Regions from separate parts of the Rattus norvegicus genome. Here all the other regions are linked to region 1. A link is a contact called in public Hi-C data. All regions are on one chromosome and are shown on one strand. Each heading gives the region's core, a stretch centred on a gene start, on an enhancer-like site or on the middle of the called end of the contact. The rest is flanking DNA. Distances are from core to core; before and after follow the strand shown. Region 1 has its middle 130 kb from the start of Trnak-cuu17. Region 2 overlaps Sntb1 (syntrophin, beta 1). Region 3 overlaps Sntb1 (syntrophin, beta 1).

The links. Hi-C and Micro-C count contacts between places; a contact is called where the count stands out from the background.
Region 2: a Hi-C map of Schwann cells shows a contact between it and region 1, with 5 times the contacts expected there. The contact joins two enhancer-like sites. A contact is called at or near these places in 3 of 12 Hi-C or Micro-C datasets (the A7r5 cell line, the Rat2 cell line and Schwann cells).
Region 3: a contact with region 1 is called in a Hi-C map of mammary epithelial cells, with 2.3 times the contacts expected there. The contact joins two enhancer-like sites. A contact is called at or near these places in 3 of 12 Hi-C or Micro-C datasets (kidney, mammary epithelial cells and psoas muscle) and 1 of 1 datasets of contacts at active chromatin or transcription factors (oligodendrocytes).

The regions. Positions count from the first base shown.
Region 1 is chr7:89,365,686-89,369,269 of GRCr8, reverse strand. No RefSeq gene overlaps it. Among named protein-coding and RNA genes, the nearest start is that of Trnak-cuu17, 130 kb to the right of the region's middle. Within about 2 kb of position 1,704, at least 6 of the 93 cell types and tissues checked have an H3K27ac peak or open chromatin away from gene starts, as enhancers often do. A contact at or near this core is called in Schwann cells, where this site is marked.
Region 2 is chr7:89,043,164-89,046,747 of GRCr8, reverse strand. The region is part of intron 3 of Sntb1 (syntrophin, beta 1); the gene reads left to right. Among named protein-coding and RNA genes, the nearest start is that of Sntb1, 170 kb to the left of the region's middle. Within about 2 kb of position 1,762, at least 3 of the 93 cell types and tissues checked have an H3K27ac peak or open chromatin away from gene starts, as enhancers often do. A contact at or near this core is called in Schwann cells, where this site is marked.
Region 3 is chr7:89,067,512-89,071,095 of GRCr8, reverse strand. All of the region lies in intron 2 of Sntb1 (syntrophin, beta 1), which reads left to right. Among named protein-coding and RNA genes, the nearest start is that of Sntb1, 150 kb to the left of the region's middle. Within about 2 kb of position 2,050, at least 6 of the 93 cell types and tissues checked have an H3K27ac peak or open chromatin away from gene starts, as enhancers often do.

The DNA of each region.
Region 1 (3,584 bases), core at 455-2,954:
AACAAATAAGAGGTGTAACAAATGCTTTATTCTTTTCATTTTTTTAATTTTCCAAAAAGTAGATCACTGCCCAACCCTCTCCCAAGGACCTTTCCTGTTTTCATATCTGGTGCATGCGATATTACGTTTTCCTCAGCTCTAGTCAGTGGGGCTTCTTAATGTTAGCTCAGATATCCTTACATTTGATCATGATCTCAGGTTCATCATCAATATTTTCTGCTCCACATATAGAATCTATCCAAGGAATCCGATTCCTTTCAAACGGAAACAAAACATAGACTTTCCATAGACTCATAGGAGTATGGGAACTGCTTGATACATATGGGAAAGTAAATTCAGGTCTTCTGAAAGATGACCTATAGCACACGAGATATATAAATCCATGCCACCTTTTTCAGTAGAAATAAAGATTAGTGGACTTTAAACTCATTTTTTTCTTTAATGGTATGTACTTATTCTAGGAATCTCACCCTCTAAAACTACTAATTAAATTACTTAGTCATTTTATCCTAATCTAAATGTCAAGACTAGTTCTAATAATAATGTAACTGCTATCACTGGCCAACAGAACTCAATCCAAAAACACAAAAAACAAAAGCTTGAAGCTCTTTGTATTCTTAGGGCCAGTCTCCCTAGACTAGATGTGCAATCCTATTTGGAGATTTGTGTTTTAAAGGCATTCGGAGCAATTCTGGTGACTGTTATAGAACAAGATTCATATCCAGTAAGTTTTTAGAAACTAATAGGCTTGGTTATGCTGTTTTCTCTTCGCCTTGGGTTTTGTTAAGAAGTTGTATAAGATAAAGATAAAGAGCTGGAGAGAAGGCTCAGTGGCTGAGATTGCTTCTTCTTTCAGAAGACCTGAATTTGGTTTCCCATACGTATCAAGCAGTTCCCATACACCTATAACCCCAGCTCCGGCTGATCAGATGCTCTCTCCTGGCCTCCAAAGGCACTGCAAATGTGTGTGTGTGTGTGTGTGTGTGTGTGTGTGTGTGTGTGTTGTGTGTGTGTTATGCACAAACACTATAAAATAAAATATTTTTTAAACTAAGATTAGTTAAGATTAACAGAGAAGTCTATTTCTTTCATATCCTAGATTTCATATTTTTCTATCTCATGACCCATAACCAAATTTTAAAGAGTTTGTTGTTTACCCTACTAGTGAAATTATGAGTAAATGTATATACTTATTTGTTCTTTTTAAGTCTAAGCTATATCATACTATATATAATGTATATACATACATTGCTATACATCTTACATTTGTTATTACACATGTCCTGGACACTATGCACATGCCAGTACATATAAACAAGTCCCTTCTCCTTTCACAACTATACTCTGGGCCACTATATGAACGTTCCAGTGTCACCTCAGTCAACAGTCGGGTTGCTAATTATTGCTTTATATTTTCCTGATTAAAACCTCCTCAGAGTCCTGCCAATTCGACTTATCACTATCATTTACTATACAAGTAAGCTACTGCATATATGCAGTTAAGGACTTGACCAGAGTCATAAGTTGAGAAAGGAATGGGGAGAAGCTAAACTCTCCTATCGCATTACCTCTGTTGAAAATGTCGAGGTAATTTCAACTGTAGCGAAAATATCTGAGACCTAGATGTGGGAAGGAAGCACATGCCTGAAGGCAGACTGTGAAGGAAAATTTAGCCCAAGTTCAAGGCTGGAATGTTGAGCCTCAGCCAGCCTGCGGGAAGGGCATCAGAGAAAACAACTGGTCTTTTGACCGAGTCCCAAGTTAAAGGAATGCTAGGCACTCATAAGCAGGTGGATCTATTTTTGGCAGAAAGATCATCTTATTGCGAAAATCACATCATGCCCCTTCTATCACAGCATACCTACAGCCCTGGTACCAAGATAAATTCACTAAAGACTTGCTGTAAAAGATATAGGACAATCCACTCTCCCCCACACCTTCTATCACGGACCTCTTATTTCCTTCTCCTTGTCCTGTAGACCAGTGGAAACCTACATGCTCTAAATCAAACAAAGCAAATGTAGTTTTAATTAAGCCAAAAATCATTAGTCTATTTAGAACAGAAATTAAATTGAGGTTTGAAGGAAGCCTTAAGACTTTAATTAGAATCTTTCATTAATATTCCTTTTATTTATGTGTTTGAATTGTTGTTTTTAATTAATATTTTTATTTATTCGTTAAGATTTTTCATACAAGTAGACAATATATTTGGTTATATCTAATGCTCCTTCCCTTTTCATTTATTTTTTTAAAGACAAAAAGTGAACTCTGGGGATGGAAATAAAGCCCTACTATTCTTTCATCTTAAAATGTGCATCCCCAGTTCTGTCTTAGTCCAGAAGACTTTTAACCCAGTCTCTTCCAAGAGCTTCCTCTCCACAATAATTACATTGAAATAAAGCCTGAACATCTTTGCATTCACAAGACAGGAGAATTGCTGTCACTGGAGACAAAAATCATATTCATTGCTGCCCTGACTAAAGCAGGAGAGAGTTTCCAAATGGCTCAGAACAAAAGACTTTTTTTTTTTTTTGCCTTAGTCATCAGAATATCCCGTTCTTGAGTGGCCTTGTTAAGAGAGGTTTTATTGTATAGTGTCTACGCTTCTAGACCAAACAGACCAAGCAAAATTGCCCCAGGGTCATTATTGCACTATAAGTTGGACAGCAAAAGGCTTGCTTGACCGTGGAGGCTCTGACATGAGCTAGAATCCTGATATTCGTTCTTTCCAAATAAAACTTTTGGCAAACGGGTCCAGAAACTAAAGTTTTACTCACTGGGCATATCTGAATTTACTGTCTGCCATGTCCCAGGGAGAGAGAAGAGGATTAGATATGAGGCACATCCCGCAAATCTGTGCGGGAACTAGAGGAAGAGGTAAAAATCAGAGAAGAGAGGTCAGATGTGTTGCATGCAGAAGTTCAGCATTGGACAGAGTTTTTAAGTTCTTTGTGTCTCTAACTGATTCGCTTCTGAAAGAAGCTAGCAATATTGAAATCACAAGGTTAGCACTAAACAAGTAGCGTATCTCTTCCTGTCGTGGGTCCTCCATAACTATTAGCTACTTTCCCGAACAAAATTAGACTGTGACTGCCAGCCCTTAATCCATCTCTCTCCCCTGCATGTTCCATATCATTAACCTGGCAAACCCACACTATGGATGCTGCTCAGGCGTGATGAACACGGGTGTCAGGGTTAAATAGATTTCTCTAAGACACCGCGGTTCATATGAAGGAAACATGGGGCCCAGATCAATTCAACCATAGTTGAAGTGGACTAACTTTCAACCTGTCCCTTATGTTATTTTCTATGACAGTAGAAATCACGAAGATATACATATGGGGGGGGAGAGAGATGAATTTCTGCAGGAAAGTGACTGGGGATGCTTCCTGAAGGAACCAGTAGGTAAACATACACTACTGCGGAAACTTCCAGCAAAGCCTTCAAAGAGGAGTGAGAACTTATTAAGCCATTACTTCCCCTGTCTTTGCCACCCACACCCTAGTCACCATCAAGCCTAAATGTGATAATTACACATGTTACAGCAATGTATGGTATTTTTTTCCCCAAATTTTTACGGCTAC
Region 2 (3,584 bases), core at 513-3,012, 320 kb after region 1:
GGAATGCAGAAACCAACTGCTCCTGGCACAAGGTCTCCCACCATTTGATCCATCACTGAGATGTTTTTCTCCTGTCAAAAGCACAGAGGCTTTATTGTGTATAATAACTGGGTTTAAAGGTCATTTTCATGCTTTTCCTGCCACCTAGAGAGGCTTTCTCCACCTGATCGTTTTTGTGAGGAAAAAAAAATGCTCTAAAATCAAACTGGAACCACTTTGAGAATCTTGGTGGTGAGGGGTAGAGTTCGATGTTTTGTTTTGCTGTTGTTTTGTTTTAATTCATTTCTCATCTTTTAAGGGTTTGACATTGTTTTGCTTGAGAACCATAGGAAGATTTTCATTTTTAATGAAAATATACAGTTGGAATTTACTTATCCATGTGCTAAACTTCAAGCATCACCTCGACTTCATTCACTAGTTAACACATGCAGCATGCCACAGGAGTGTAAGTACTGAAACCACGACGATGAATGGGATGGACAAGGTGGTTGCCATGGTGGCGCTTCCACTGCTGCAGAGAAGCTGCAGATAAAATATATGAACTGATAATTTAGTGGGACATGTTATAAAGACCAGGCAAGGTGAATGTGAGAAGGAGAAATTGGTTCCCAGTCATTGTTTATAATCGTCAAGAGTTGGATATATTAAAATGTTCCCTGAGGACTCACAAATGAACAAGAAATACAAACACAGAGTTATGCGTTTCAAATATGGAGCACTACATTTGGTAAAACACCTCTGCACTAAAGCTCTAGGGATCAAAGGAAGAAACATCAGCTACCTTGGCCTGGGAGGTTAAGGGAGGTCTTTAAGCAGAATATTAAGTTCAGATAGAAAGACTGAGGATGGCAAGCTTAAAGCCCCAGAAATGCATGGCCTCATTTAAGAATAACCATTAATCTTATGTGGCTGGAACACTGGAAAAACACTCACTCTCTCTCTCTCTCTCTCTCTCTCTCTCTCTCTCTGTGTGTGTGTGTGTGTGTGTGTGTGTGTGTGTGTGTGTGTGTGTCTCGTGTGTGGGTGTGCGCGCCCGTGTGTTCAGGTCATACTGACTACTTTTGTTAGCAATCTCCTTTGGCAATTGTACCTCACTCCTATGCTGCTGTATTGCACTTTTAGAATTCTTTGCATGGCTTCAAAGACAACCTATTGCAGAACATAAAAATCAACCATAGAGTCACATGGCATCCCCTTTAGTCCAAATGTATGTATTTTCTTTCTCTCTTTCTTCCTGCCTGCTCCTAGATCCAGGTGCCCAGAGCCAGGAACCTGGAGGCAAATTGTAAAAAAGAGAATGGTGGTTAACATGTTGCTGTATCAAACAAGGGTGACCAGCAGGCTATGTCACCCCGGGAAGCTGAATTCTGTAATATCAATACTACTTTGGAATGCTAAAGCTGTATATATGAATTCGATATTTGAGAGAGATGTATTGCATTGCTTTTTATGAAAAATACAATCTAAAGCTGTATGGATGGTACTAAAAATAGATTTGCACATGAGCATTCGACTCTTAAAATTGTTCTGCCATGGTGTTTTAATTCTAAAGAACTGTACAAGTTTTAAGGGCATAAGTAAACATTTTCTCGATGTTTTATAGAGTGATTTAATCTTCATCAGTTATTGTAAATGCCCAAGACTCTGCACAACCTCCCTATAGAGCCTGATTCGCTGAGCAAGTGAGCGTACAGCTCTGTTTATGATGATTAGCTGCCCAGCTCTGCAGGAGTCCCGTGCTCTCTCAGGACAGGCACAGGCTCTGTCACTCATGGAAATGTCTTCTTGCTGTCACAGTACAAAGAACTTCTTGAGATTCTGCACCTACCCCATGTGTGTGAGCACTGAGAACAAAGTCTTCCTTTTAAATTTTGTTGACAAGAAATTCTATTCTCTGGGCCTTTTATTTTAAAATGATTTAGAAAAATCCAACCATGGCAGATCCTGGAATTTTACACATAATACTTTCTTTGTTCATTTATTCATTCAAATCAAAACTAATTCTAAATAGAAAGCAACCTAAGCTTTAAAAAAAGAATCAAAATCCAAAATGAGCAAGCATGCTATAAAGATCCGATCAGGCTTCCTCTCTAAAATCACCAGTAGCTGAAAGTATACAGATTATCGTGCCACTCAGAAAGAGAAATCGACAGTCCTAACACACATGTGAAGTATCTGCTTTGAATCGCAACCTCTCTGGGATGTGGGAGAACTTTCTGACCTGGTCGTTCTGCTCCTGCTAGGGTTTATAGAAAGAAGGAAGGAAGGAAGGGAAGAAAGAAAGAAAGGAAGGAAGGAAGGAAGGAAGGAAGGAAGGAAGAAAGGAAGGAAGGAAGAAAGAAAGAAAGAAAGAAAGAAAGAAAGAAAGAAAGAAAGAAAGAAAGAAAGAAAGAAAGAAAGAGAGGGTAGGGGGAGGAAGGAAGGAAGGAAAGGGAAGGGAAGAAAGAAAGGGAGAGAAAGAAGGGAAAGAGAGAAAGAAGGGAAAGAGAGAAAGAAGGGAAAGAAAGAGAGGAGGATGAAGGGAGAAAGTGAGGGAGGGAGAGAAGGAAGAAAAAAGAAGGAAAGAAAAAGAAGTGTGTACGCAGTGTTCGTATTCAAAGGGGGAGGAGGCATGATGGAGAGGGTTCAAGAGCCAGGCTTGATGTAACTATTCTTTTTTTTTTTTCTTTTCTTTTTTTCGGAGCTGGGGACCAAACCCAGGGCCTTGCACTTGCTAGGCAAGCGCTCTATCACTGAGCTAAATCCCCAACCCCGATAGAACTATTCTTAAAGGCATGTTTATTATTACATCCCATTAGCGAAGAAAAGAGAGAGAGAGAGAGAGAGAGAGAGAGAGAGAATAAAAAGAAGGAAGGCATGCAGCGATCATTATGCATGCCTGAATTGGAGGTGTGCTATTCAGCTTATGCTATTTGGATGATAAAATAACACTTGAAGTTAAACAGACTTACTTTAAACTTTCAGCCTGGCCCAGTGACCGTTCACTTGGATGCCAATATTTCATTCCTGGAAATATGATAATGCCATGTGGATATTCAAAGCTTTCTCCTTTTCTCTTATTTTGATGATAAACTCAATCAATTCTTCATGTGAGCAGAAAAGCAAGTTGATAATCATGAAGCTCTGGGGTCCTGCACAGGAATGCTTCTTCCATGAACTTTTAGGCGACCCCATATTTGCTGCCTTCTCTACCTTCTCCAGTGCCTAGTTAGGGCAGGATGTACGCTGTGTACCAAGAGCCAAGCCAAGCTGCTGACCTTTGCATTTTGTGAACCCTCGGCTGAGATGCTGACCTGAGATCACACATATTGCTGGATCCATCATGTTGCTTCTTGGCTCAGATACTAATGTGCAGCTAATGAGTTGCATAGTGTACATATTAAACCATTGCGATTGCCAGATACACGGTGAGATGGAGTCGGGAAGGAGCAGCTAGGACTGCACAGGCATCGTCATAGAGATGAGCAATTAGAAAAGCTGGGCTGCAGAGCAGATTCCATGGTTTATAGGAAGTAATAAGTAATCAAGGGATAAGGGAAACGCTGCCATCCATCTTCTTCTAAATTAAAAGTTATTCCCTCCAC
Region 3 (3,584 bases), core at 801-3,300, 300 kb after region 1:
AACTATAGACAAGAACCATGAAGCATAAAGAGACAAAGAATCCCAGCTCCCACAATCCCCTTTTAAAGAAAAACTCCTGGAACTTAACAAAATTCTAATAAAGCTTCTCTTTGAGACCCACAACATCTTGCAATGATATAAAGACTAAATCTTCCACCCATCTAATAGTTAATGTTAATTGTCAATTGGCCAAGGTCAAGAATCACCAAGGAGATAACCTCTGACACGTCTAGTGAAGGAATTGCTAGACTAGGTTAATGGAGTTGGGAAGATCTGTCTCAAATGTGCATGGCACCAATCCCTGGTCAGGGACCAAGGACTGAATAAAAAAGAGAAAGTTTACTGAGCGTAAGCATCCACCACCTCTTTGCTTCCAGAGTTCAAATACAGTATGACCAGAGGCTTCACATTGCTATAGCCATGCCTACCTTGTCCCGAAGGACAGTACCCTCAAACTGTAAAATAAACCCCTCCTTACTTTACATTGCTCTTCTCACATTTACAGCAATAAGAAAATCCCTAGTATATCCATGAGCCTTTGTGATATCACCATATTTAAGCCACAGCTTTGTAATAAATAAAGCATGGCTTTTCGAGTGGGATGACTTTGACTCCAGTCACAATGAGCTCCAGTCACAATGCTGTTTGGATGAGTTGGCCTTTCCAGTGGGCCACTTCTTACCCAGGGAATGGTTCCCATATCATCCAGCTCCTAGGCTGGCTAGGAGGTGAAGACAATAAGAACAGTTGTGTGTGTGTGTGTGTGTGTGTGTGTGTGTGTGTGTGTGTTTGTGTGTGTGTGTGTGTGTGTGTGTGTGTGTGTGTGTGTTCGGGGGGGGAGTGCACCCCAGTAGTATGAGTACTAGTCCTCATTTTAAATGTTGGTATTATGTTTTAAAATATGGGTGGCTTAGAGGTGAGGTGCACTGGCTGCTTTTTCAGAGGTCCAGGGCTCAATTCTCAGCACTCATATGGAGGTTCACAAATGTTTATAACTCCATTTTCAGAGGACCTGACACCCTCACACAAATATATATGAAGGCAAAACACCAATGCACATAAAATAAAAATTTAAAAAATGTTTTTTCAAGGTACAATAGACATTTATTACTTTCATCTATTTTTCTCTAGTGTTATCTAAGATTAAGATACTTTTTTTCTTAGCATAACACTTTTTTTAACTTAGCATATATTTCACTGTTGGTTTTTTAGTTTGCTAAGCACAAATATGTTTTTCTTTAACAAATAAAAAATAAGTAACTTTCTCTTTTCTGGTTACATTGCAAGACATTTTTGAGAAATGGAGAAAAACATAAAGGGTGAAATAAAAATATATCAAAACTCTGGCGTCCAGAGAGAGTAACCACTACCTTTGTCTTTTAGGAAGTGGTTCTTAGGCGCCACAGGAATTATGGCCCTGAGACCTGGGAGCAGCCATATTAGTCACATGGTCATCTCAGTGACTCCTGGTTTTCACTAATAGCTAATAGCTTCACCTTTATTTTCTCCAGCTTCACATCAGAGGACAGTGTCCTAGTTTCAACTTCTGTTTTACTTATTAATTTTCTATTAGGGGACCTGAAGTTTTATACCGGCTTCATATTTCTAAGCTAGAGAAGTAGAAAATGCTGGAAAGTGTTTGGCTCAGTGGAAGCTTTGCAAGAGTAAGAGAAGAAAGAGCCTCTCTCTTTCACCATGAGGTTTGCCAAATGATCTCTGAGAAGCTGCGATACCATTCACAGCTCTGCCAAGCTGAGTGGAAACTGCTCGTCTTGGCAGACATCTAGAGTGAGCATCTAATTCCTCGGGGTTGGTATGGGTCCTTTATCAGAAATAGTTCCATAGGCAGTATTTACATAACTGTGGCGGAGTGTGTGAACAAACACAGCTGTGGCATTGCCCTAAATATTTCTATTCAATGGGGAATTAAAAGAGAACTTTATCGCTGAACTACAGATAAACACAATTCATCAAGCAGTGGTCAGTTCAACTGGGGAACGAAATAGGAGTTATAAAAGACTAGCCTGCTCAAAATAGCTCCCATCAGCCCTCCTGGCTTTATTGCTCCTCTACTCTCTCCTCCTTCCTCACCCCCAGTTCCAGAAATGTAGGACTCACAGTTAACAAGGGAGTTCTCTCACTTTTTTGTATCCGGAGGAAGGGAGTAGTTGTGTTTACTGGCTGAGCGGAGCCCTACTATGGCCAACATTTTCCTGACTGTGTTTGTGGTCGTTGCCAGCAGGTTCCATTTATCCTTCTATGTGATAGGACTGGATGTTAGTGGGCATGGACATTTCTGTTATGAAGATTTTTTTTAAGTCCAAGTGTGCTGTAATGGATACATGATAGACACGGTTCTAACTGACCTATCTTGGGCCTCTCTCTGAGCTGCCATGAGTTTTAAACTTTAGAATAGTCCTGATCCCACAATGGGAAGGAAGATGGTTGTATAACATAATGAAGTATCACTTGGTAGTTGGAAATGATAGAAACTGGTCCACCTCAAAATTTCAGAATCTGGAGACCTGACACTAGTGTGTTGACAGGGTGGGCTCCTACTGGGAGGACAGGGTGGAGAAGCCCTAACTCCTACATCTCTCTGTCATCTTCTTTGCTGTTCATCTCTGCCCCTTTTCTGCCCCCATTTTTTATTTTCTGTATTGCTTGTGTGTGTGTGTGTGTGTGTGTGTGTGTGTGTGTGTGTGTGCAAGTATGCATATATCATGATCTAGAGGTCCCTTTTCTGTCCCCTTTTCATTTTATGTATTGCTCTGTGCTGTGTGTGTGTGTGTGTGTGTGTGTGTGTGTATGTGTGTGTGTGTACCTGTGTAAGCAAGTGTACATATATCATGATGTAGAGGCTAGAGAACACCATTCAGAAGTTCATATTCTCCTTCAACCATAGGTTTCATGGATTGAACTCAGGTTGCCAGGCTTGGTGGCAAGTACATTTGACCCACTGAACCACTGACATTGACTCACTGCTTCTCTTCTGTGTCTTACAGTGTGACTAGACCCACCCACCTCAGTCTAGTGGATAGGTTAGTGGGATGAAGGAATCTCTCTCACCTTGTCTGAACTATATCTTCATGGATTCCATTTCCAAAAAAGATCAGTATAAGGTCCTATTTGGACTTGAATTTTGGGAACACACTGATCAACCCACTGTAGGTGATAAGTTTTTTGGGGCTATTGACCAGGTTACTCACTTGTTCTTATAGCACCTAGTACATGCTAGATATGTTGTGAGTATGTTGGAATTAAAGGACATTTTCTTTTACATCTGTCCAACACACACACACACACACACACACACACACACACACACACACTCAAACACACACTAAATAAATATAATTTAAAAAATTTAAGGGCTGGAGAGATGGCTCAGCGGTTAAGAGCACCCGACTGCTCTTTCAGAGGTCATGAGTTCAATTCCCAGCAACCACATGGTGGCTCACAACCATCTGTAGAGAGATCCGATGCCCTCTTCTGGTGTATCTGAAGACAGCTACAGTGTACTTATATATAATAAATAAATAAATCTTTAAAAAAAATTTAAATAGTCAGGAAGAGAAAGCTAA